Regions from separate parts of the Mus musculus genome. Here region 1 is linked to region 2. A link is a contact called in public HiChIP or PLAC-seq data. All regions are on one chromosome and are shown on one strand. The core of a region is the stretch at or near the end of the contact, and the rest is flanking DNA. Distances in the headings are between cores, read along the strand shown.

Region 1 (3,345 bases), core at 607-3,106, 160 kb after region 2:
CTCTATGTGTTTTTTGTCAATCTGGTCTACATAGTGAGTTCCAGGCCAGCCAGGGCTCCATAGTGAAACCCTATCTTAAGAAACAAACACCTTAGCCTGACAGTGGTGGTGCACGCCTTTAATCCTAGCACTTGGGAGGCAGAGACAGGTGGATTTCTGAGTTCAAAGCCAGCCTGGTCTACAGCATGAGTTCCAGGACAGCCAGGGCTATACAGAGAAATCCTGTCTCGAAAAAAAAAAAAAAAAAGAAAGAAAGAAAGAAAGAAAAGAAAAGAAAAGAAAAGAAAAGAAAAGAAAAGAAAAGAAAAGGAAGGAAGAAAGAAAGACCTTACTGAGGGCAGCCTCCAGAGCCCACCAGCCTCCTTTTACAGAGACCCTGAAGCTCTTCAAAGATTGGGCTCTTGCAGTGAGAGTGATGGTGTGGAATTCCTACCCACCTTGCAATGGCTGGGCCTGCCTGGTAGAGCTGTTCATCTGTGCCTGCCATGGGCTCACTCTAGGTCTCTTGAGACCTCCCAGATACTACAAGTCTGGGGAAAGAGAATGCACAGGCTCATGCCCAGACATTTCCTTCTGCAAAACGGGGAGGTGAGGCCACTGCCCAAGGGTCCTTGCATGCTGGGCCAGTGTTTGCCTCTCTCTTCCTCAGAAGAACTCCCTTTCCCTTCCGTGTTGGAGGAATCGAGTCTCTCCCTCTTGATGCAGAGAATTTTGCTCTGGTGACCCAGGACCGCTTCAGTCTCACGGCTGTGCTTGGCGCTCACTCTCACGGGGACCCTGCTGAAGTGTGAATTCCAAGCGCGTGGAGGACTGGAGATGACGTGCACGGGTGTGAGTTTGCAGCTGATGAAGGGATTTCTGACATATAACTAACCACCCAGGACGGAGACATAGAGCCTGTGTCACAATGGAGCCGAGGGCAGTTTGTCTCTGGAGCATCCTGGCTGAGCCGGAGATCCATACTAGCAGGGGACATAATCATAGGTGGAGTCCCCTTTCCCACAGGGCAAGGTGGTCTTCAGGGCTGTGCACACCGAGCCTCTCTACTAACCCACAAGGGGGTCCTGTGCCGGCTGCCCTGGATAGAGAAGAAAGCGTGAGAAATGGGAGGCGCGTGCCTGGCTCGCTGCCCAGGCTCCTCCCTGCAGCTCTCTGCTCGGTACTTCAGTCTAAGTTTGTACAAAAGCCCTGCCCCACTCGAGGTCTCTTGCCCTGCGCTCCCGGCTCAAGAGCGCCATGCGCCCAGCAAGTCTCCCTCACTCCTGGGACCGGCTCACCGAGTTTTAAGACCTACGGAGCTGGGTCGACACAAAATCCCGCAGCGCCACAACTTGGAGACACGGTGAGTTGGAGAAAGGACACAGGGCCACGGCAGGGTGCTTGTTCCTGGCATGAAAACCTGGGGCTACGAGGGACACCCGAAACACTCTGAGGTGGCAATGGCTCAGAGAAGACGCTTCCATATTTAAGTGATCTGGACGTGGAACTTTTCTGACCTCTCCCTAGGGCGCTATCCTGCGGGCTGAGTAGCGTGTTGCGTGTCCCTGTGGTTTCTATTTGCTTGTTATAGGCCCACTCAGGTTTCGGTCTCATTGCGGAGAGGCGAGGGGGTACCCGGAAGAATCGCGATGGCCCGGGGTGCATGCATCAGCCTTAGGGTGGTGCGCCCTGAAACTAGGCAGCGAGCGAGACAAGGGACGCTGCGCAAACTCTGAGCTCTCGCTGGGGGAAGAGCGGACCCGGGCAGAGCAGAGGCGGAGGTGCGGGACCCAATGTCTGCAACCTGCGCGATAGGACCCCGGCCTGGCTGCTCGGTGCCCTTACGGTGTCCGGCCACCTCCCCCTACCCCTCCCTATTCCCCGCCTGGCCAACGCATAGACCAGCGTGACCCGGGCGTCCGCAGTGCTCGCTGGCACCGCCCTCACGCGCCCGGCCTTTCGCCCACCTTGACCCACTTTTTCTTCCCAGGTGACAGAGATGTGGCCATACCGACCATTTAAAGCGATTCCAACTCCGGCGAAGCCTGGCTGGAAAGACGCGGCTTCCATCCCGGCAGCCTGGAGGAGGATCGAGCAGGGGCTGTGCCTGGGCTTGCCTGGACTTGTTCAGAGAAGGGCTGCTCCCCTCGGTAACTGCACAGATTGGGGGCTTTGGGAGACGTTGCCAGAACCTGGAAGCCACGGCCGGGGGCTACTGGGGCCCGGGGTCTGCGCACCTGCTCGCCGTGGAGCCCAGGTAAACACTGAGCCGGTGTGCTTGTCTGTGGGAAAGTGTGCGAAGGAGTCGGGAACTAGGCCGAGTACTTGAGTGGTAATTACAGAGAACTGCTGGGTTGTGCAGCCCTGGGAAGGCGAAGAATTTCCAAGAAGTAACAAAATGTCCTTTGATATCATCATCTCTGGAGAGAAAGGGTTCCTTTGGGGGAGTTTTGCTTGGGCCGATTTTTTTCTTCTTTGATCTTTGTTGGGCGTGAAGAAGGCTCTGACGCCTTTGGGCTGTGCTCACCAATCTGGGAGTTGGGCTAAAGCTGACGACTCCCAGGTCCTCTTTCCCACCCATAAATGGGGGCACTGACCCTGCCACCCAGACTTGTACTGAGAAATTTATTAGGCAGGAAAAAAAAGTGCTTGGGTCACTAAAGCTGTGTTCTGAAAGTGTGTGTGTGTGTGTGTGTGTGTGTGTGTGTGTGTGTGTGTGTGACAATGTAGTGTGTAGCCCAAGCTAGTCTTGAGCTCAAGGCATTTCCCGCCTCAGCCTCCTGCACATAGATTCCTATTCTAACGTTGAAGCAGAGGGGTTTCCCCCGGGGTGGGTGAGAGTGCCCCTGCTGGCAGGGGCTCTGCCTAGCCTGAAAGCTTTATTGTACTCCGTGTAGCAGGGGCCAACCCAGGTCCGTCCGAGTCCCGTCCCGTCCCCCCCCCCCCCCCCCCAAGGCAGCTCAAGGACAAGTTTATTAGGATGTGAGAGAAAACAACGTGTCAGGCAAGCAGCACGTGTTGCCGAGGGCCCTGGGAAGAGGACACGGGAGAGAAGAAGAGAAAGCCATGCCTTTTGCAATGGAGGTGGGCAAGCAGCTGTGTGGCAGGGGTGGAAGATTTCAGAGAAAGAGTGCAAGAAGGCCCAGGGTGCCAGAAAGCAGGCTTGAGCCGCAGTCAGTAACCAAGAGAAAAGGTGACCAAGAAAGAGGAGGTGTGAGTTGGGACTCAGAAAGCAGAGCAGGCAGAGCCTGCAGGGCCATCCATGCTCAGAAGCCTTGTGAGATGGAGGAAGCTCGCTCGCTCTCTCTGGCTGCTTGGAGGGAGGTGTTTCCAGGAAGGACGAGGGCATCCTTTCATCAAGGGGAT
Region 2 (3,215 bases), core at 372-2,871:
AAACTGGATGGACTGGGCCCCAGAGACTACCTGGGCTTCTAAGACTCTTCACAGAGCTTTCTGTGGGCTACAGACACATGTGCTTGGATGACATCACCACCACCACCAGCACCATCTCCATCTCTATCACCATCACTGTCATCATCACCATCATCATCATCTTCACCACCATCTCCATCACCACCACCATCACTAACTATGACCTCTATGTCTACCACAAAGCCAATTGAACCCTGGACTCTATTGTTTTACAAAGAGCTACTCAGAACAACCAGTTGTATTTAGAAACCTACATAAATGGGCTTACTTTCCTTTCTGGAACCCTCCTACTCATCCTTCCCAATGCCCCTAGGACATCCCTGCCCAGGATGCCTGGGAGGGTCCACCACATTCTCCCCTGCAGCCCCTGCCCCGTGTCTGCCAGTTCGTGTCCTCCCGTTGAACCTCAGGTTTTCTGGGTCTCTATTCAGTGTCCACGTGCGTCTGGCACAGGCAATGGGGCCAAGACCTGTTTGGGTCTAATGGGACTCCATTAGTCTGGGGTCTTTGGCAACATTTTATAGGCTATCCTGACAGGAACCCTGGCCTCTGAGCCTTCATAGGAGGCCGGCATGTTCTCAGGGTGAGTCTGGGCTGGGCTGCTGCATGGCTTCCCTTGAAGGAAGTGACACCTGCAGCCAAATCCATCCTTTCAGGAAGTGGGGGCGGGGGGGGGGCATGCTCAAAGAGACCATCAGCTTCCTGAAGGGCTGCTAAGGACCCAGGAGGAAGTGCTGAGCCAGAGGGAGGGGCTGTCTGGCAGCAGTAGGGATTGCTAGGAGGCGTCTCTTTCCCACTGCCCCGTAAATAAATGGGTAATGATTCTAGGGCATGCGTGCGTGCGTGCGTGCGTGCGTGCGTGCGTGCGTGCGTGCGTATATGCATGGCTTCTTGGGCTTCTGGTCATATCTCCTCACTCACACTGCCTTTGATCTTGGTAATAGCATGAGCTTGGTTCAAAGTTATTATTATTCCCAATCACAGAAGGCACAGTCAGGCTACCTGGGCAGCTGACAGGGCCACATTCACAGATGTTGAGTCCAAACCCCAGACGTATGATCTTGGGCCTGAGTCCCTATACTTCTGCAGGGTCACTGTGCCTGATGTGGGCCAGCCTGGGAATGTCTTAAGTTCCGCCATCATTTTTGGGCGGGTAACACAGGTTTTTGGGAGAGATGAACCATTGGGAACTTTTTTCTTTTTTCTTATTGCAGAAGGAAAAAAAAAGGGGGGTTGGGTGGGGGAGTAGCTGGGCAAGATCACAGAGGGGCGGTCCTGAGGCTAGAGGGCACCCCTGGCACCTCAGAGAAGCAGGGCTCTCAAAACCCTCTAGTCCTCAACTACACTCCTCTCAGAAGGAGGCCTCCCAGGCGTCTCCCGGAGGCAGAGCCAAGTTCTAGCTTAGGCAAAGGGTGTTTTCCTTCCCGGCGGACAAAACATCGCTGGCGCTTTCAGGAGGGGACTGAACACTCTGTCCACTCTGGCGGCCCTCGGCCAGGATTCCTGGACGGACACAGGCATGCTTTCACAGGCAACAAGATTAATCACGCGTCTCCTTCCTCCTCCCCGCCCCTTTCCCTGTCACACTCAGCTCTGCTTCACAGCCCCAGGAAGTGATCATGAGCCTGGAGTCCCGAGTCCCTTGCCACAGGGAGGGCTAGAAATGTGTTCTAACTTCCAGTGAACTCCAGTAGTCTCATGCTAGGGAAAATCCTGACCACCCTTTAGGGCTGTCTTGGCTCAACACTGCGGCATCCACAGACAGGCTGTACTCACTAGTACCTCCCTCTCTCGTGCACAATGTTAGGAACCTTCTAGAAGCTCTTGGCTGAGCTTTTGGTCCCAGCCCTCGTCCTCTGTGCCTTTGGGGTCAGATGGCTAAAGCGGGAGAGACCAGGACACAGAACAAGAAAGACAAAAAAGTCATACTCGGTACATACATCTCTCAGGCCACACCCCAAGTGCTTGAGCTCAGACAGGCATTCCAGAGCGTTCTTAGAGCTTCTGAGAGAAATCCTGAAGTCAGACCCTCAGGACCTCCTCAGGAAGGTGGGATGCTTTGGAAACTGGGCTCCCAGCCTGGCTCCCCCTCAACGTCCCAACAAGATTCCTGCTAAACAGGAGCGAGCCTTCAGGCAGCTGAAAAGACAGGCTTGTGGGGTTGGCGCCAGGGCCCAAACCCACTGGGGCAAGCTGAACTCCAGCAGGAGGTGGCTGTTCACCAGTAAGCAAGTTGTAAAACCCAGCTCAGACACAACATCTGGCAGCTGCTTCAAATAGTTTTCTGTCTGCAGTTGGAGCTGCTCTCGGCCTCCTGTAAATCAAACCATGCGCACAGAGGACTGTGACGACTGACCACGGCACCCCAGTTTGGCATGGCACCAGCTGCAACTCCTGTCTCCCAGTAGCTCGGGATTCACATTCCATGTCCTTGTAGGACCAATTCACGCAGCCCTCCAGGAAAAGCTGCAGGGGTCCGTTGGCATCCTTGTGCCATCAGACAGGGGTGGGGGGTAGGGTGGAGGGAAGAAGACCTCTTGAGGTCCCATAGGGAACTTGACCCTTAAGATGTGATGTCTCACTCAGGCTCAACCTCTGTTTCCAGGGACCTCTCTGATTGGTGCTCATCCTTTCTAGACCGTGATAGTATAGTAGGTCAGAGGGGAGACAGCATCTATATTAGCACGCACTGAAGTGTACAGTAAAAGATTTGTAACTGGATCCTGGACCTACGACATTGAGTCTGCCCTGGGTTCCTCCCAGGGAATATGGGTCAAGCACACAGAAACCTGGTGTCGGAGGACTAGCCTTTAGGTAAGTGGCCAGGGAGAGAGGACAACGTAACCAGTGATGACTGAGAACTCTGTGTGGCAGCAGCCCCCATGGGCTAGCCTGGGCTGCATTTCTCATGGGCTTCTGTTGGAAAAGTCCTCTCAGCCACCTCAGGAACTTTGTCCTTAAGATGCAGTGGAGATCTGCATGGTGGCCTCAAGTGATGTGTCTGTGTTTTGAGACCTGAACCCCAAAAGAATGTGACTTTCTCTGGGGAATGCCATTGAGTCCAGGACTTGAGATCAGCTCTCTTGGGCCCCTGATGACAAGTGTTCTAAGAAGACAGGTGTAAAAACAGAGGGAGGGGCTGAGCTGGAACCTGGAACCGCTTGCATTCTCAGAGA

The links. HiChIP or PLAC-seq counts read pairs in DNA pulled down with a chosen protein or histone mark.
Region 1: a contact with region 2 is called in an H3K27ac HiChIP or PLAC-seq map of microglia, with 5 times the contacts expected there. The contact joins two enhancer-like sites. A contact is called at or near these places in 5 of 115 datasets of contacts at active chromatin or transcription factors (embryonic stem cells, memory CD8 T cells and microglia).

The regions. Positions count from the first base shown.
Region 1 is chr4:150,047,030-150,050,374 of GRCm38.p6, forward strand. It overlaps Gm13067 (a long non-coding RNA gene), which reads left to right. Exons shown (of 7, transcript XR_390962.2): 6 at 650-2,236. Among named protein-coding and RNA genes, the nearest start is that of Gm13067, 19 kb to the left of the region's middle. Within about 2 kb of position 1,857, at least 185 of the 459 cell types and tissues checked have an H3K27ac peak or open chromatin away from gene starts, as enhancers often do. A contact at or near this core is called in microglia, where this site is marked.
Region 2 is chr4:149,888,485-149,891,699 of GRCm38.p6, forward strand. No RefSeq gene overlaps it. Among named protein-coding and RNA genes, the nearest start is that of Gm13070, 13 kb to the right of the region's middle. Within about 2 kb of position 1,622, at least 136 of the 459 cell types and tissues checked have an H3K27ac peak or open chromatin away from gene starts, as enhancers often do. A contact at or near this core is called in microglia, where this site is marked.